Linked DNA regions of Rattus norvegicus: region 2 is linked to region 1. The links are chromatin contacts, called in public Hi-C maps. All regions are on one chromosome and are shown on one strand. The core of a region is the stretch at or near the end of the contact, and the rest is flanking DNA. Distances in the headings are between cores, read along the strand shown. Region 1 has its middle 8.7 kb from the start of Ifnar2. Region 2 overlaps LOC120095616 (a long non-coding RNA gene).

Region 1 (4,455 bases), core at 942-3,441:
ATAAAATAAATTAAAAAAATAAATTAGGAGGCTGAATAAATTAGAGGTCTCCACAGTTAGGGGCACTGGCTGCTCTTGAGGGGACCTAGGTCCAGTTCCCAGCACCAACGCGCTAGCTCACAACTACCTACAGCTGTAGTTCCAGGAAACCCAACACTGTCCTGGCCTCTGAGAGTACCTATGTGTATGTGCACATACACACAGACACTCAGTAATAAAGTAAAATCTTTAAGAAATAAGCCAAACTAGGTACAGAGTTTTGCAAAGAGCTAGGGGTCCTGGAGATGATGCTCCGCTAGCCTCAGAGTGAGCTGCACAGCATTGGTGATAGAAATTACCTATCTATCTACACACACACACACACACACACACACACACACACACATACACTCATACACACACTCATACACACACTCATACACACTCATACACACTCATACACACACTCATACACACTCATACACACTCACACACGCGCACACACACTAATACACACACTTATACACACATGCACACACACACTCATACACACACACTATCCACACTCATTCACACATACTAATACATCACACACACATACACACATATTAACATACACCACACACACTCACACACATACACACACACACTCACACACACACACACACACACACACATCACCACCACCACCACCACAAACCAAGACACACACAGCTGTCAGGAGCCCCAGGAGACAGAGCTGTTGACTAAAGTCTAAGGCGTATCCCTCTTAGAGAATGGAGCCATGGCTGATATTTTATGCCACACAAAAATGATGATGATGATGATAATAATAATAACAATAACAATAATAATAATAATAATTCGAGCATGTATCAGTTGAAACAAAGTCAGGCTATGAAGTAAAGAAGGCGAAACAGAATATATGTTTTAGATTTAAGCATAGAGGGGTTGTCTCAGCGTCTTAACGATGTTTTGTGGCTTTTGAAACTACACTGCCCCAACATGTACAACCAAAAAGTTCAAAAGCTAAGCAAAACTTAAAAACTTTAAAATTAAGTAATATGTACGATAATGAATATAGCTGCCTTACTAAATTTCCTTTTTTTTTTCTTTTTTTCTTTTTTTCTTTTTTTCGGAGCTGGGAACCGAACCCAGGGCCTTGCGCTTGCTAGGCAAGTGCTCTACCACTGAGCAAAATCCCCAACCCCAAATTTCCTTTTGTAAATGAAATTGCCAGGTCGGTTACAAAGCCATTGCTCAGGTACAAGGCTGAGGCGGGAAGGCCAGCAAGGTCAAAGGTCACAGACCCACAGCCCCTCAGCTTCAGGCCGGCTTGTTTCTCTGCCTTTGCACTTTCCCCATTAAAGCCTGGAAAGGTTGTGCTGCTGTTTTGTTGCAGGCAATAGTCACACTTTCCTGGCTGTTGGCTGCATTGATGCTCTCCAGACTCAGGCAGCAAAGAAATTCAAACCAGAAGGGAGGGGCTTCTTTTCCTTCCAGGGCCCCTCAATTTTCCCTTTCTATTCTGTCTTACACACCACACACACACATACACACACATACACACACACACACATACACACACACACACCACGCATACATGCACGCACACTACACAAATACCCCATAGACACATTCTCCCTATGACAAACATGCATACTACATAGCACAAAACAGACACACACACACTCAGCTCTTACCTACCACATACACAGCGCACAGACTCAAAGCAAGCCCTCAAGGGTCTCACATGATTTCATTCCCCCTGCCCCCTACATCTGAGGCTCACTAAATTGGTTTCATGGTCTGGAGCAGAGGTTTGGAAAACACAGACTTCGAGGGAGACAGAGGAAACCCACACACAGGCCTCTGTGAAGGGGATCTTCGGTCTGTGCTCTGTCCTTGGCTGATAAGCAGAGAGAATGCTCCTGGGTGGAGCCCTGGCTATGGCAGAAGGCTTCCTCACACTGCCAGCTGCCAAGAGTTGAGTCGGGCAACCTGCCAGTGAGCCTGCAGGAGGGGCCCTCGAAAGTATGCACTTTCTTTCCGGGAAGGCCCCTCACAATTTCTGTCACCGCTTCATTTCACAATACATTGTGTTTCCAGATCATTCTCCAAACTTCAGCTGAGTCATGAACCCTATTTAGTCAGCTCTCTGCATCTACTGACTTCAAATCCCTCGAGTTAACCAATCCTAGACAGGAGATAGTCGAGAAAAATATGGGGCGTGTTCTAAACGTGAACGGATGCTCCTTGCCGTGGCTCCCTGCAGAGCACAGTAGAGCAAGGACTGACGTAGCTTCTACATGGTATTGGGCACTGGAAGTGATCTAGAGGCGGCTTAAATATGAGAAGAGGGGCGTGCATTCTGCAGGAGTAATCTGTCACTTTGTATCAAGAGCTTAGACATCGGTGGGTCAGTTCGCCACAGATCCTGGGAGATGATTGTAGTGAATTTCAGACAGCTTTAGGAGGAGGAAGGAAATGAGGCGGGATCTAGAGGAGAGGGGCAGAGCTGAGTATAACAGAGCTCTCACAGGAAGGCTACGTGCCGATATGGCAGAGGTAGGGATGGATCGGATTGTAACTTTTCTTCAGCCGGGAAGCCAGCAACTAAAAGGATGACGCTGGAAACACAGGGCAGAGAATAGGTCACGTTCATGGCTCGGGCACTGAATGGAGCAATCCCAGAAATCACCGAGTGAGAGAGAGAAAGGAAAGTAAACAGCCCAAGGTCAACAGCAGACCCTACTGGGCCAAGGAATTTATTAGCATTGCTTTTCTGGGCTCACATCCAGCCAGGCAACCCTTCCGTACTATGGCAAGCAGCTCCATTCTTTTTCATAGAGCTGAGGCCTCGGTCATGGCTAATTTTCTCTGAGAGATTTAGTTCATGCCCCGGTGAGGATAGGAAGTCAGGAGTTTACAGGCTGGAGAGCCAGGGAAGACGCTGGCTGCAGCTGGAGTCTGAAGGTGACTGGGGGCAGAATTCCCACACCTGTAACAGAACACAACCTGTCTTCCTCAAGGAGTGCTGTCCTACATGTCAATCAGCTAAACATGACCGTCACAGCAACACATAGATTGGTGTTTGTCCGAGTATGTCCTAGCCAAGCAGACAGGCGAGGTTAGCCATCACACATTCTACCTATCTTGTTCTGTTCCTACAGCTGTGAGAAAATTCACAGAAAAGGCAACTTGGGGAGGAGAGGGTTTATTTGACTCACAAATCCAAGCTCAGTCCATCACTTTAGTCAAGGTAGGTAAACGTCACATCTGAAGACAAGAGCAGAGAGAAGAGAGGCTCTACCTATCTATCATCTATCTACCTATCTATCTATCTATCTATCTATCTATCTATCTATCTACCTATCTACCTACCTACCTATTTCTCTATCTATGTATTATGTATCTATGTGTCTATGTATCGATGTATCATCTATCTATTTACCTACCTACTTATCTATGTATCTATGTATCTATCTACCTATCTATTATCTATCTATCTATCTATCTATCTATCTATCTATGTATCTGTGTATTTATCTATGTATCTAACTATGTATCTATTATCTATGTATTATGTCTCTATGTGTCTATGTATCTATGTATGTATATATTATGCATCTCTCTAATCTATCTGTCCATCCATCCATCCATCCATCCATCCATCCATTCATCCATCCATCTATCTATCTTGCCTGCTAGCTTTCTTCACTGTTACAGAGTTCTGGGCCCAGACTAGGGAATGGTGCTACCCACAGTGGGCTGGATCCTCCTACATCAATTAACAAGCTAGGCAATGCCCCCATGCTCCCAAGACATGCCTAAGACCAACCTGAACTAGAAAATCCCTCATTGGGGTTGGGGATTTAGCTCAGTGGTAGAGCACTTGCCTAGCAAGCGCAAGGCCCTGGGTTCAGTCCCCAGTTCAAAAAAAAGAAAAAAAGAAAAAAAAAAAGAAAAAAGAAAATCCCTCATTAACATTCTCTTCCCAGGTGATTCAACTAGCCGTTCACCATCTTAGGGAACAGTACCAATTAAACCTTAAGTCTAACTTAAATTTTATCTGCTATTAACAGATACCTAACCCAGGATGCTGAGGATTAAGTTTGTTTCCTTACATAGCCTTTGCTGAATGGCCAACCTAGCACTAAGTTCTGATCATTAACATCCTACCCATTTCTAGCCCATCTGCACTGCTCTGGCTCTGGTTCAGAGATGGTCAGAGGTTCTGACTGGGAACAGTCACTCCCAGGGGACATTATAGAAAGGGGGGGTACTGGTCACATGAAGATGGTTTGAGTGCCACCAGCATTTGATGAGCAGAGGCCAAGGATGCTGGACCACTCCATCATCTAACTACTGTTGTCCATGATGTATCTTTGAAGATGAAACCCATGTTTGTACTTAAGCTTAGACCCTATTTCTATCTGACACTTATGTAATTTTTGGTACTCCACTACACTGTCA
Region 2 (4,886 bases), core at 1,426-3,925, 110 kb after region 1:
AACACCCAAAGACAGAAATCGAAATATACAAGAATAAAAAAAAAAAACCCACAAAAACAGTAAGATTTTTTTAAATGCCAAAGCAAAAGGAGATAAAAAGTTACAAAAACACCACTGTGTTCTGGGTGTGAGGCCTACTCTGAAGTGTTCCAGTGAGATTTCGTGGGGGAAAAGTTTCTTTTCCTTTACCAACAGGTATCAATCGCAGGTAGCTTCTTGGTTAGGGGTTATTGTCTGTTAGGTCTCAAACCCAGGACAAATGGCTGAGACGCCTATGACTAGATCAAAGCAGACTCTAGCCACCAGGTTCTCCCAGCATCCCTCAGACCCTACATGTTACTGGGTCCTCATGACTGGCATACCTGTCCCCTACCCTAAACTTCTCCAGCCCAGGGCCCGGGCTGATCTGCCCTTCCCCCGTCCCCTGCCCCCCTCCCCGCTTCTCCTCCCTATAAAACCCAGCCACTTTGGCTACACTGGCCCTTTTTGGGCCTCTTGCCCTCTTGGCTGCCGCTCCTGGGTCCCATGTCCCTCTCGCCTCCTGACTCTCCTCACATGGCTGCTTCGGTTTGCCCCATGTCCACTCTGGACTCTTCCAGATGTCTCTGCCTACCCTGTCCCTTGTATCTATAATAAGAACTTGAGCCCTTCAGGAGCAGTCCTGTCCTACATTTCTTCTTTCTTTCCTTCCTTCCTTCCTTCTTTCTTTCTTTCTTTCTTTCTTTCTTTCTTTCTTTCTTTCTTTTTTTATTGTTCACTTCCTGCTCTCAGTGTCAGGATCCCATTGGCCGACAGTGTGCAGGTCCTGTGTGTGCTGCCAGTCTCAGAGTTGATGTGTCTATCAGTCCTGCTCTGTCTGGAAGACACTGCTTCCTTGTAGTCCTCTGTCACCTCTGACTCGTGCATCTTTCTGCCTCCATTTTGGCATAGACTCTTGAGCCTTGAGGGGAGGGGTTTGGTGAAGACATCCTGGTTAGGACTTTAGCTCTGTACCTTGTCTAGCTGTAGATCCCTGTGTCTGTTGTTCTAACTCGGAGGTTCTCAACCTTCCTGATCCTGTGACCCTTTAATACAGCTTTTCATGATGTGATGCCCCCCCCAACCATAAGATTTTTTTTTTTTTGGTTCTTTTTTTCGGAGCTGGGGACTGAACCCAGGGCCTTGCGCTTCCTAGGCAAGCGCTCTACCACTGAGCTAAATCCCCAAACCCATAAGATTTTTTTATTGCTACTTCGTAACTGCAGTTTTGCTACGCTTATAAATTGTAACATAAATGTCTCTTTTCAGATGGTCTTAGGCAATTTTTGAAAAAGTATCAACAGCCAAAAGTTGAGAACCACTGTTCCAACGAGTTTGTAAGAACTCTTGGACAGTGAGAAGTAGAAATTTTAACAACCTTAAGTATGTGTCACTGGGAAGTTTCTTCAAAATGACTTAGTAGCCACTAACAAAAATGTTCTTCCTTTTGGATCCACAGATCTTCTAGAATTATTACAGTAGCTAGGACAACTGTTAAAACAAGACAAAGACACTCAAACCCAAGATCGTTGGATGACAAAAATGAATCAAACCCCAAGATGGTTTGACTCACGAAATGAATCTAAAGTGCTTAAGAACAAGTCCTAACAGCCAGAGTTACTAAAATCATTATTTGCTTAAAATGCAGATTTTTATGGTAGTCAAAGGCTAACCCAAGCCCATGATAAGGAAATAGATACAACCTCTTTACAATTAAAAAAGAGAGAGAGATGTTCTTTGGCGGCTCAGGTTGGCTCTCCACTCCCAATATAATGGGAGCCTTCTGCTAACTACCTGCTGAGATTACAAGTGTGTGCTACCATGCCCAATTCAATTATTTCATTTTTGCCCCCACAGGGTATTGAACCTAGGACTTCATGAATGCTTGTACAGCAGCTGACGAAGTCCTCATCTGTCTTCTTTAAATTTTATTTTACATATTTCCATAGTGTAGTCTTAAGGTATGTAGGTAACTAGCCTTCTCAAAGGCAGGGTTGAACTCTTTACGGATAGGTGGCAGGGAACCATAATCTGAGACTACCCCAACCCCTAGGAGGCCAGTGCCCTGAGAATGTCGCCTCTCCGCACACTGGAAACCACCTGCCTCACTGATACATTGCTGCTCCCAGCAACCGAGGGTTCCCGACCCCATGAGTCCCCACACTAGGTTCCAAGCTCAGAGACCCCTGGGGGAAACAGGCGGCAGTGAGAGAGGGAGAAAGGGAGAGAGGAGAGAGGGAGGGAGGGAGGAAGGGAGAGAGAGTGAGAGAAAAGAAAGAAAAGAAAAAGAAAAAAGGAAAGAAAGGAAAAGAAAAAAGGAAGGAAAGGAAGGAAAGAAAGAAAAGAGAGAGAGAGAGAGAGAGAAAGGAAGGAAGGAAGGAAGGAAGGAAGGAAGGAAGGAAGGAAGGAAGGAAGGAAGGAAGGAAGAAAGAAAAGAAAAAAAAAAGAAAAGCGCTCAGTGCTGGAACTACGCATGCGCTCTAGCAGCAGCATTCACTTCCGCTGCTGGGATAGTTAAAGGTAGGCTTCCGGAAGTGGGGGTGGGTTATGACTTGTCACAAACCGGAAGTTAAGAGAACAGGACTGTGGCAGCTTCCTACAAGGCATTTGCAAAGGAGCGGAGCTTTTCTTGAGGGGCGGGGCGTGAGCGGAGGGCGGGGCTGGAGGAGCGAGGCAGAGAGATGGGGCGTTCCCGAAGGGGAGGTGCTGGGCAGAATTGTATTCTAGGAGAGCTGCGATTGGCCAAGGCTTTTTAGGCGGGTCACTTGAAGTGGGGAAAACTTGAGAGGTAGGCTGTCATGGGTACTGCATCCCTAGTGCTGCTGGCAGGGGCGTCTTGGGTGCCGCCCGTAGCCTCAGGTGAGCCGAGGAGCCTGGGCGAGGGAGAGCTGGACCCGGGTGACCTGAGCGTCCGCGCGCTCACCCCGACGCCCACTCGACGGTCCTGCTCCAGCCTGGGGACGCTGACCCAGGCCCGAGCATCGGTATGGCTGGTGGGTGGGAGACCAGACTGAAGCAGAAATGCGCTTCCCAGCCTAGCCCCGGGTTGACTGAGGAGTGAATTGAGAGCTGCCCCGAAGTCGCAACAGGCTAACAAACAATAGTAAGTAAGCCAGGAAACCACTGCGCTAGTTACATCAGGAGAATGCCAACTGTCTAAGAGTGAAAGACAAGAGAGATCTCTTTATAGTGATGTTAAAAACAAACAAACAAACAAACAAAAAAACCCAGAAAAGACAACCCCGCAGCCCAGCCAGGACTCCTGGAGGTAAGTTCCGATTCCTCTTAGATATCCGTACACCTGGGAGGTAAGTGATGCCCCAAGTCTCATCCTGAAGATTACGCACAGTACTGGAATTCGTGCAGTGGCCTGACACAGTCCACAGGTGATTACTTAGGAACCTTTGTTCTTGGAAAGCTTTATGCTCAACTCACGTTTGGCTCAGTGTGAAAAAGGTTTTATTCCTATTTTCATGTAAAATTAGCATTTGAGCAGGATGTACATTGAGAAATTAATTTTCAGGAGCTAGAGAGATGGCTCTCTGGTTAAGAGTGCTATTGCTCTTACAGGGGGCTGGTGTTGGTGTGGAAGCTACCTCTAGAGCAGCGGTTCTCAGCCTTCCTAATGCCGCAGCCCTTTAATACAGTTCCTCATGCTGTGGTGACACCCAACCATAAAATGATTTCGCTGCGGCTTCATAACTGTAATTTTGCTACTGTTATGAATCATAACTGGCAACTCGTGTGAAAGGGATGGAGACCCACACAGGCTGAGAGCCGTTGCTCTTCAGCCTCTTAAATTCCAGCTCCAGGGAAATCTGATCATGTGACCTGTGCACATACACATGCTTACACACACACATAATTCTTTTTTTTTTTCTTTTTCTTTTTTTCGGAGCTGGGGACCGAACCCAGGGCCTTGCGTTTGCTAGGCAAGCGCTCTACCACTGAGCTAAGTCCCCAACCCACACACACATAATTAAAAATAAACATCGCTCAAAATGTGGTGGCACCCGCCTCCAATCCAATACCCAGGTAACTGAGGAAGGAAGCTCAGGAGCACCATACCCCGTGCTGGGTAACTCGAGCTCGCCTCAAAACAAACAGACTTGGAGCTACATTGAAGTTGCTGACGTGGAGGGGAAGGTGGTTCATCCGTTGGGCTCTTGATTATACCAGTCATCGAGTGTATGAACTAAGTTAACTTTCAGCCGGTGAACAATTAATGCCAGTCATTAGAAGTGTGAACTAACTGAACTTTTAGCTCTCTGTTCAGCCACTGTCTCCATTTTGCAGGAGTGGAAGCCGGAGCGCTGAAAGATGAGGTAGCTTACTGACACCGTACAGCAAGTTTCTGGCTTAGCAGAGTGTGCTGCCTCGACAGTCAATCCAGAGACTGGAGCTTGGTTGCTTAGCAACATTTGGACTGTCGTTTTTTTTTTTGTTTTGTGCCCTAGTGTTTGTGTGTGAATGTTTTCCTGTGCAGCTGTGTACACGCTGTGTGCCTTGCACATGGAGATGGGGGTCAGAGGTCAGGCGTCTTCCTTCATTGTTCTTCACCTTATTGATTGTGAGGCTGAGGCCCAAACTGAACCTGGAGCTCAGCTAAACTGCTGTCCGGTGAAGCCCAAGTATCCTCCTGTCTCCATCTCTTCAGCCTTGGGTTGATAGGAAGATACTCCTCACGCTTATGCAGCAAGCACTTTTTTCCCCCCCGGAACTGGGGACCGAACCCAGGGCCTTGTGCTTGCTAGGCAAGCGCTCTACCGCTGAGCTAAATCCCCAACCCCTACCACCCAAATTCTTGATAACTCTGTGGGTTTCTTTCCTCTCCTTCTAATTCCCTTAACAAGGCTGGGAAGATCATT

Evidence for each region. A called contact is a pair of places that touch in the nucleus more often than the background predicts.
Region 2: a contact with region 1 is called in a Hi-C map of liver, with 3 times the contacts expected there. The contact joins two enhancer-like sites. A contact is called at or near these places in 4 of 12 Hi-C or Micro-C datasets (Schwann cells, liver and psoas muscle).

Annotation. Positions count from the first base shown.
Region 1 is chr11:44,088,805-44,093,259 of GRCr8, forward strand. No RefSeq gene overlaps it. Among named protein-coding and RNA genes, the nearest start is that of Ifnar2, 8.7 kb to the right of the region's middle. Within about 2 kb of position 2,192, at least 52 of the 93 cell types and tissues checked have an H3K27ac peak or open chromatin away from gene starts, as enhancers often do. A contact at or near this core is called in Schwann cells and liver, where this site is marked.
Region 2 is chr11:44,194,841-44,199,726 of GRCr8, forward strand. All of the region lies in intron 1 of LOC120095616 (a long non-coding RNA gene), which reads right to left. Among named protein-coding and RNA genes, the nearest start is that of Ifnar1, 14 kb to the right of the region's middle. Within about 2 kb of position 2,676, at least 59 of the 93 cell types and tissues checked have an H3K27ac peak or open chromatin away from gene starts, as enhancers often do. A contact at or near this core is called in Schwann cells and liver, where this site is marked.